Linked DNA regions of Xenopus laevis: region 2 is linked to region 1. Evidence: chromatin contacts called from public Hi-C data. All regions are on one chromosome and are shown on one strand. Each heading gives the region's core, a stretch centred on a gene start, on an enhancer-like site or on the middle of the called end of the contact. The rest is flanking DNA. Distances are from core to core; before and after follow the strand shown. Region 1 overlaps cdc42bpa.L (serine/threonine-protein kinase MRCK alpha). Region 2 holds the start of ciao2b.L (cytosolic iron-sulfur assembly component 2B L homeolog).

What was found. Hi-C and Micro-C count contacts between places; a contact is called where the count stands out from the background.
Region 2: a contact with region 1 is called in a Hi-C map of the XTC cell line, with 2.6 times the contacts expected there. The contact joins the promoter of ciao2b.L here to the enhancer-like site in region 1. A contact is called at or near these places in 2 of 4 Hi-C or Micro-C datasets (the XL177 cell line and the XTC cell line).

The regions. Positions count from the first base shown.
Region 1 is chr5L:18,435,670-18,439,355 of Xenopus_laevis_v10.1, reverse strand. cdc42bpa.L (serine/threonine-protein kinase MRCK alpha) reads left to right here. Exons shown (of 40, transcript XM_041562571.1): 30 at 732-948; 31 at 1,048-1,110; 32 at 1,992-2,585. Among protein-coding and RNA genes, the nearest start is that of coq8a.L, 81 kb to the right of the region's middle. Within about 2 kb of position 2,280, at least 1 of the 7 cell types and tissues checked has an H3K27ac peak or open chromatin away from gene starts, as enhancers often do.
Region 2 is chr5L:18,566,767-18,570,826 of Xenopus_laevis_v10.1, reverse strand. It overlaps ciao2b.L (cytosolic iron-sulfur assembly component 2B L homeolog), which reads left to right and starts at 1,715. Exons shown (of 5, transcript NM_001095363.1): 1 at 1,715-1,869; 2 at 2,943-3,022; 3 at 3,296-3,421; 4 at 3,566-3,611; 5 at 3,783-4,060. The coding sequence starts at 1,743. The coding sequence ends at 3,886.

The DNA of each region.
Region 1 (3,686 bases), core at 1,031-3,530:
ATATAATAAATTACATATTCTGTACTGTTTCTGAAATTATCAAAAAAAAATGTAATTAGAAAGTTTCTTAAATATTCTGCATCATTTCTGAAATAATCAAGTTTATCTTCACTATTCCTCTCTCAGCATCTGTTTCTCTTCATTGTGTCTTCATGCAGCAGTTGGGTGTCAGATATTCATTGACAGATCAAATATATCTTATAGGGGGGCTCCATTTGCCTAGAAGATGTATTAGAGCTCACTCTATTAAAATCACCAGACATCATGTCTCTCTACATGCAGGATTTGTGCAAAAGGCAGTTATTTTGTTAGATTTTTTTTGTACTGGAATCTGTTATTTGAGTGAGCTCTAATTCATCTGCTAGGAAAGGAGCCTCCCCTAAAGATATATTGAATCTAACTGTCAATGAATATCTGACACCCAACTGCTGCAAGAAGACAGAACAAAGAGAAATCAATGCTGAGAGAGGAATAGTGAAGATAAACTTGATTATTTCTGAAATGATGCAGAATATTAAATTGAATGTATTTAGAAAGTCTCTTATTTCAGTATGAGGAAGCTTGTATTAAATTTTTATTTTCGCAATAGTTCCCCTTTAATTAAATCTCTGTTGTTCTAATGATGTATAATTAACCAAGTCTTACTTATAACCACCCCATGGGACATAATCAGATCAGGTATATGGAGATGCTGTTTGATTGCAACTTGTTTTCTTTGCTTCCCTCTCTAGGTAACAGCTTCTCAGCTCTCAGCGTCAAGCAACAAGTGCTCAATCCTAATCCTGGCTGACAGCGAGAGTGAGAAGGGCAAGTGGGTGGGAGTGCTGAATGAACTGCACCGGATCCTGAAGAAGAACAAGCTCAAAGACCGGGCAGTCTACATCCCTAAAGAGGCCTACGACAGCACTCTGCCGCTCATCAAGAACACTCAGTCGGCTGCTATATTGGGTAATACTGGGCTCCTGGGGTTATTTTGCACATCAATGCATTCCAAACAAACCTGAACTCACGTTGGATATCTATGATCTTGTTTCTTTCCTGATGCAGATCATGAACGAATAGCACTGGGCAATGAGGAGGGACTGTTTGTTGTACACGTCACGAAAGACGGTAAGATACAAGATGGCAACAGATTGAGATTTGATAACATGGGCTGTGGTTGTCCTTTGTTTTAGAAAAATGTAACCACCGTCTCAGAATTATAAGCAGGTCTCCTGTAGGTACTTCCTTCCACTTCACTGGTTTCCACTTTAGAGTACTTCATAGCAAAAATCAAGTTTAGGCCTATGGGCAGGTTGTTGCATGGTCGCTCAGGTTTGGGGTGCCACCTCTTTAAAGCAATACTTCAGTATAAAAAATAAAAACTGGGTAATTAGACAGGCTGTGCAAAATAAAAAATGTTTCTAATATAGTTAGTTAGCCAAAGATGTAATGTATAAAGGCTGGAGTGACTGGATGTCTAACATAATAGACAGAAATGTACTTTCTGCTTTTTAGCTCTCTTGGTTTCCACTGATTGGTTACCAGGCAGTAACCAATCAGAGCCTTGAGGGGGGTACATAGGTCATAACTGTTGCTTTTGAATTTGAGCTGCATGTGAAGGATCTATTGCAAATGCACTGAACAGTTGTGGCCCCCTTTAAAGTCGCTGACTAACTCAGAGTTAGAGAGCTGAAAAGCAGGACATTGTGTTCTGTTAGACATTTAGTAACTCCAGTCTTTATACATTACTTTTTTGGCTAAATAACTATATTAGAAACATTTTTTATTTTGCACAGCCTATCTATTTACCCAATTTTTATTTGTATACTGAACTGTTCCTTTAATCCCCAAGAAGTACCATAGTACCTCTCTATATATTAAGCTTTCGTGCACGTTGATCCAATGTACTGTAGCATTCATGACCACTACATCTGCCTTTGAGACTATCCCATTTAATTACAGACCTTTTCTATGGCTATATTCATGTATGTTTCTCCATCCTTTCATAGAGATTATTCGTGTTGGAGATAACAAGAAAGTTCACCAGGTTGAGCTCATCCCCTACGAGCAGCTCATTGCAGTGATATCCGGAAGGAACCGCCACGTCCGGCTTTACCCCATGATATCCCTGGATGGGCGAGAGACAGAGTTTTATAAACTGGTAGAAACTAAAGGCTGCCAGGGCATAGTATCTGGACAGGTGCGCAACGGGGCCCTCACGTGCTTATGCGTGTCCATGAAAAGACAGGTTCTCTGTTATGAACTCAACCAAAGCAAGACACGCCACAAAAAGATCAAGGAGATCCAGGTTCCGGGAAATGTTCAGTGGATGGGTATTTTTAACGAGCGCCTGTGCGTGGGTTTTCAGTCGGGATTTATTCTGTATCCTTTGCACGCTGAAGGGAGCCCGTATAGCCTTCTCCATTCAGACGACCACACACTGTCTTTCATCACGCAGCAACCTACGGACGCCATTTGTGCAGTTGAAATCTCAAATAAGGAATACCTGCTGTGTTTTAGCAGCGTTGGGGTTTATGTCGACTACCAGGGCCGAAGGTCACGGCAACAGGAACTAATGTGGCCTGCCGTTCCTTTGTCTTGCTGTAAGTGTTCCAGCATCCATCTGTGGTTATGTGAGGTGAAGTTGCATGAGAAAATTACCCCCTTAAAGGAAAACTATACCCCAAAATGAATACTTGAGCAACAGATGGTTTATATCAAATTAAGTGGTATATTAAAGAATCATATCAAACTGGTGTATATATTTAAGTAAATATTGCCATTTTACATCTCTTGCCTTGAACCACCATTTTGTGATGGTCTCTGTGCTGCCTCAGTGATCACCTGACCAGAAATACTGCAACTCTAACTGTAACAGGAAGAAGTGTGGAAGCAAAATACACAACTCTGTCTGTTAATTGGCTCTAGCAAGTATAGTTTGTTTGTGTGCACCGTGAATCATACAATCCCAGGGGACGGCCCTTATTTTTTAAAATGGCATTTCTCTATTTATGATCATCCAATGGCACATACTACTAAAAAGGTATTTTATTATGAAAATGGTTTATTTACATGAAAGCAGGGTTTTACATATGAGCTGTTTTATGCAATATCTTTTTATAGAGGCCTACATTGTTTGAGGGGTATAGTTTTCCTTTAAGTCTGGTATTTGTTTTTTATTATAGCTTTCTAGATTACTTTATTGCTGCTTTTTAGGGGGCAAAATGTACCAAACAGGCACAAAATATTTTGCAGTAGTTCTTATTGGCAATAATATTTGCACAGGGCATCTCCATAGACATTCCAATGTTGAATTTTTTTTCATATGGTCACAGAACCCTTAGTAAACATCTAATATACCCCTATTTACAGTAGGGGGTACATTATCCCTTATAATACATGAGTGATACTCAGAGTTCCCTGTATAACTCAGCCTGCAGCCTTGTGCCTTTATATGGTCACAGAACAACCCCTCAGTGACTTCTAATATCCTTATCATTTACAGTAGGGGGTACATTATCTCTTATAATACATGAGTGATACTCAGAGTTCCCTGTATAACTCAGCCTGCAGCCTTGTGCCTTTATATGGTCACAGAACAACCCCTCAGTGACTTCTAATATCCTTATCATTTTCAGTAGGGGGTACATTATCCCTTATAATACATGAGTGATACTCAGAGTTCCCTGTATAACTCAGCCTGC
Region 2 (4,060 bases), core at 466-2,965, 130 kb before region 1:
CTGGGTGCCTTGGATCAAAGTGTTGCTCTCTGTATCCTGAGCCTTGCGGACTCCCGGCTAGTGTCTGTATATATTCATATAATACACAAAAGCCATGAATATCTTGTAAATTATATCCTTATAAACGGTGAGTAGTGATGTCATCAGTTATAAACGGTGAGTAGTGATGTAATTTCTGTCACATGACTCACTAAAATTTGTGTATTATAATTAATAAAGTACCCCTAGTTGTAAAATATGAGGATATTATAAGTTACCTCGGAGTTCCATGACCTGTATAAAAACACTCGGCCTCCTCGGTAACTTATAATATCCTTATATTTTACAAGAGGGGGTACTTTATTCACTATATATTCACTGATGGTTCTTTGTCCAGTTCACAGACTGTTCCGGAGATGCTACTGGTTTCCCAGGTATTGCAAAGCCCCTGTTCACTACCTCTTCCCCTTGAACTATAGCAGGGTGACTATTACCCCAATGTCTCTATATATCTGTAACCTTGTTATGAGCTAAGGGGGCCCAGTCTGAAGGTCAGTTAGGGTGAGATTTGGGGTGAGTGATTATTTGTGCCCTGGGTACCCCTGGAACTATAGCAGGGTGACTATTACCCCAATGTTTCTATATATCTGTAACCTTGTTATGAGCTAAGAGGGCCCAGTCTGAAGGTCAGTTAGGGGGAGATTTGGGGTGAGTGTTTATTTGTGCCCTGGGTACCCCTGGAACTATAGCAGGGTGACTGTTACCCCAATGTTTCTATATATCTGTAACCTTGTTATGAGCTAAGGGGGCCCAGACTGAAGGCCATTTAGGGTGAATTTTGGGGTGAGTGCTCATTTGTGCCCTGGGTACCCCTGGAACTATAGCAGGGTGACTGTTACCCCAATGTTTCTATTTATCTGTAACCTTGTTATTAGCTAAGGTGGCCCTACTTTGTGTAACATCAGATCATGATGGTGTAGTGAAGTTTAGTCCCATGTAGCACAGGGAGGATCAGGTTCTGCTCAGTCTTATTTCTGGTAACTAAGCACAGCCATTGGATTAGGGCCACACGGGGCCAAAATCAGATAGATGAAATCCACTGGATAATTAGAAGCTGATTTCGGCCTCTGTGTGGCCCTAGCCTTATAATACAAAAAGGAATAAAGCGAAGGAACTTCAGTCTATAAGTGTCACAGATCTCTAGTATAATAATAATAAAAGCCAGAGTTGTTTTCCATGAAAGGTTCAAACCCTGCCCCCCTGGGCTGAGACAAACACATTAGCAGAGACTGTTCAATGGTGATGTTTAACACTAGAGAGCTCTCAGCCCAGACACCAGTTGCTCATCTCAGCACTCCCAGACTTTCTTTACCATCTCAGTGTAATAAAAAAATCTATAAAAAAAATGGAGATGTCTTTATGCCGCTCTTCGTCAGACAATGACACATTTATGTTACATACTGTCCAACATACCATTGAATCGTTTATGTAAGACTTCCGGCTTCCGGGTCAAACCATAGCAACCTATAAATGCCGAGTCCAATATGCCAGAATAAAACATGGCAAGCTCACACTTTCCGCCCTTCTTTGGCGCAGGTGTTGATTGGGAGGATTTAGGAACCAATCGAATTGTAGCGCCCGGCGATTGGCTCGCTGCTCAAGAGTAGGCCAATAGGTAGGATTTTGCCGGACGGAACCAATTCTTGCACGGGTTGGCCTTGACGGAAGTGGTACAGTCCTGGTAAGGGTACAAGGGTTCAGTGATGGTGGGAGGAAGTCAGCTGGAGAACGCCAATCCGCTCATTTACCGACGGGCGGGGGAGCGGCAGGTTACTGCTCAGGAGGAGGATGAGGACGCTACGGACAGGATCGATGACCGGGAGATCTTTGATATCCTTCCCTGTATGTGTAAATTGTATTCCTGGCATAGAGTCACATTCACCCCATACCGATTCCTCAGCTGCCCCAGTATAGTAATGAGCTCCCTACCTGCAGCCTTCCTTCCCCCAGTACCATTCTCTCTTCTATACTCAGCAGCAGCCTGTCTGCTCCAGCAACTGACCCGTCATTGTCTATCTGCCCCTGCAACTGCCCTCCCCCTCCATCTTCCCTTTCTCTATCTGCCCCAGCAACTGCCCTTTCCCTCTCTATCTGCCCCAGCAACTGTTCTTTCCCTCTCTATCTGCCCTTTCCCTCTCTATCTGCCCCAGCAACTGTTCTTTCCCTCTCTATCTGCCCTTTCCCTCTCTATCTGCCCCAGCAATTGTTCTTTCCCTCTCCACCTGCCCTTTCCCTCTCCATCTACCCCAGCAACTGCCCTTTCTGCTTTCAAAAGATCTCTTAAAACGCACTTCTTTAGAGAAGCCTACCCTCATTCTGCTTCTCCCCAATGCAATACCACATACAGTACTACATCTCTCACTCACTTAATTCTGATCTTGCCCACTCCCACACCTTGTGTCTTATTCCATTCATTTGTAAGCTCCTTTGCGCAGGACCTTCCTCACCTTTTGTATTGGCTGTGATGTATATAACTCCATATGTTCAGATGGTACCTGCACTCAAACTCCAACTTCTGTTTGCGGGTGCTGGGTCAAATTCAAATGTATAATTCTTATAGATGGACCCGCACTCCAAATTCATGTGAAAAAAAGGCTTTTATTTATGCCTTTTATTTTTTTAGGATGCACGAGTAATAAATAAAAGCCTTTTCTTCACATGAATTTGAAGTGCGGGTCCATCTATAAGAAATATATATATATATATATATATATATATATATATATATATCACACACACGTTGGAAATTTCCAATGAACTGATACACAGATACAGTATAACCTGTAACAGTGAATCAAATATTCACCATTGGACATACTGGCCCTTTAACCCTTGGTCGATTATATGTTGTTTTCATTGTGCATACTGTCTGCTTTCCCTTCCATTGCCCTTAATTCGAGTACATCTGATTCGCTGTATAAATGACCCCGAACATCCACTCACACTGGAGGAACTAAACGTGGTTGAAGAAATTCGAGTGAAGGTGAAAATTATTTTTTATCCTGTGAACTGACCTCCAGCATATCAACATGATGTGATGTCTGTCTGTATTTATCTATATCTATCATCATGTTCTCCAATAACTTAGCAGCACCCCGCCTACATTTTTACTTACATAGTATTTCCACTTATCCTTCTAAAGGCAAATCTCTGTGACCACTATAAGTGTGAGGTCCTTAGACTCCCATTGTGGAGGGCTCATTCATTGTGTGAGTTTCCCCATTACTGTGAGTTTTGTTTGTTTGTTACTGTGCAGGTAAGTGATGAGGAGAACTTGGTGTCTGTCGAGTTTACCCCAACCATTCCACACTGCAGTATGGCAACGCTGATCGGCCTCTCCATTAAAGTAAAGCTCCTGCGCTCTCTGCCGGAAAGGTTTAAGGTGGGTACATAAATGGGATCTGCAGGTGAACCCTAGTTTGTATATTAAAATTTGAAAAATAAAAGCTGGCGGCTGAGTAAATTGTTATCCTGCCCCCCCAGACTTGTCCATTGTTATCTCATGTGCATATTTCTACTCTTCCAGGTGGACGTCCATATAACTCCCGGCACCCACGCCTCTGAGCATGCCGGTAAGTTTCCACTAATATCACATAACCGTTGCACTGTGTTTGGGAGAAGGACTATGAACCCTCCTTGGTCTCTGTCCTTAGTCCCAGCCTTGAATGACAGATTTATTCACCTAGGTGGACCCTGTATTCTTATAAATGGTTTAACCCTCTCTCGCTTTCCTCTTTCTCCAGTGAACAAGCAGTTGGCAGACAAGGAGCGAGTCGCAGCCGCTTTGGAAAATTCCCATTTGCTGGAAGTAGTCAACCAATGTTTATCCGCGAGGTCCTTGGCTTAACTTGGCCGTTCTGCTGAGTGGTTATGGGTACCCAGAATGCACTCTTGCCGCTGTCATTTGAATAGCAAAAGCCAGATTTCTCTCTCTATTTATGTTTCTAACCAGAGCCAATCCATTCAGTCCTATTCCATACCCACACAGTTTCCAGAGCAGGACTGGTAGATTCAAGTTACA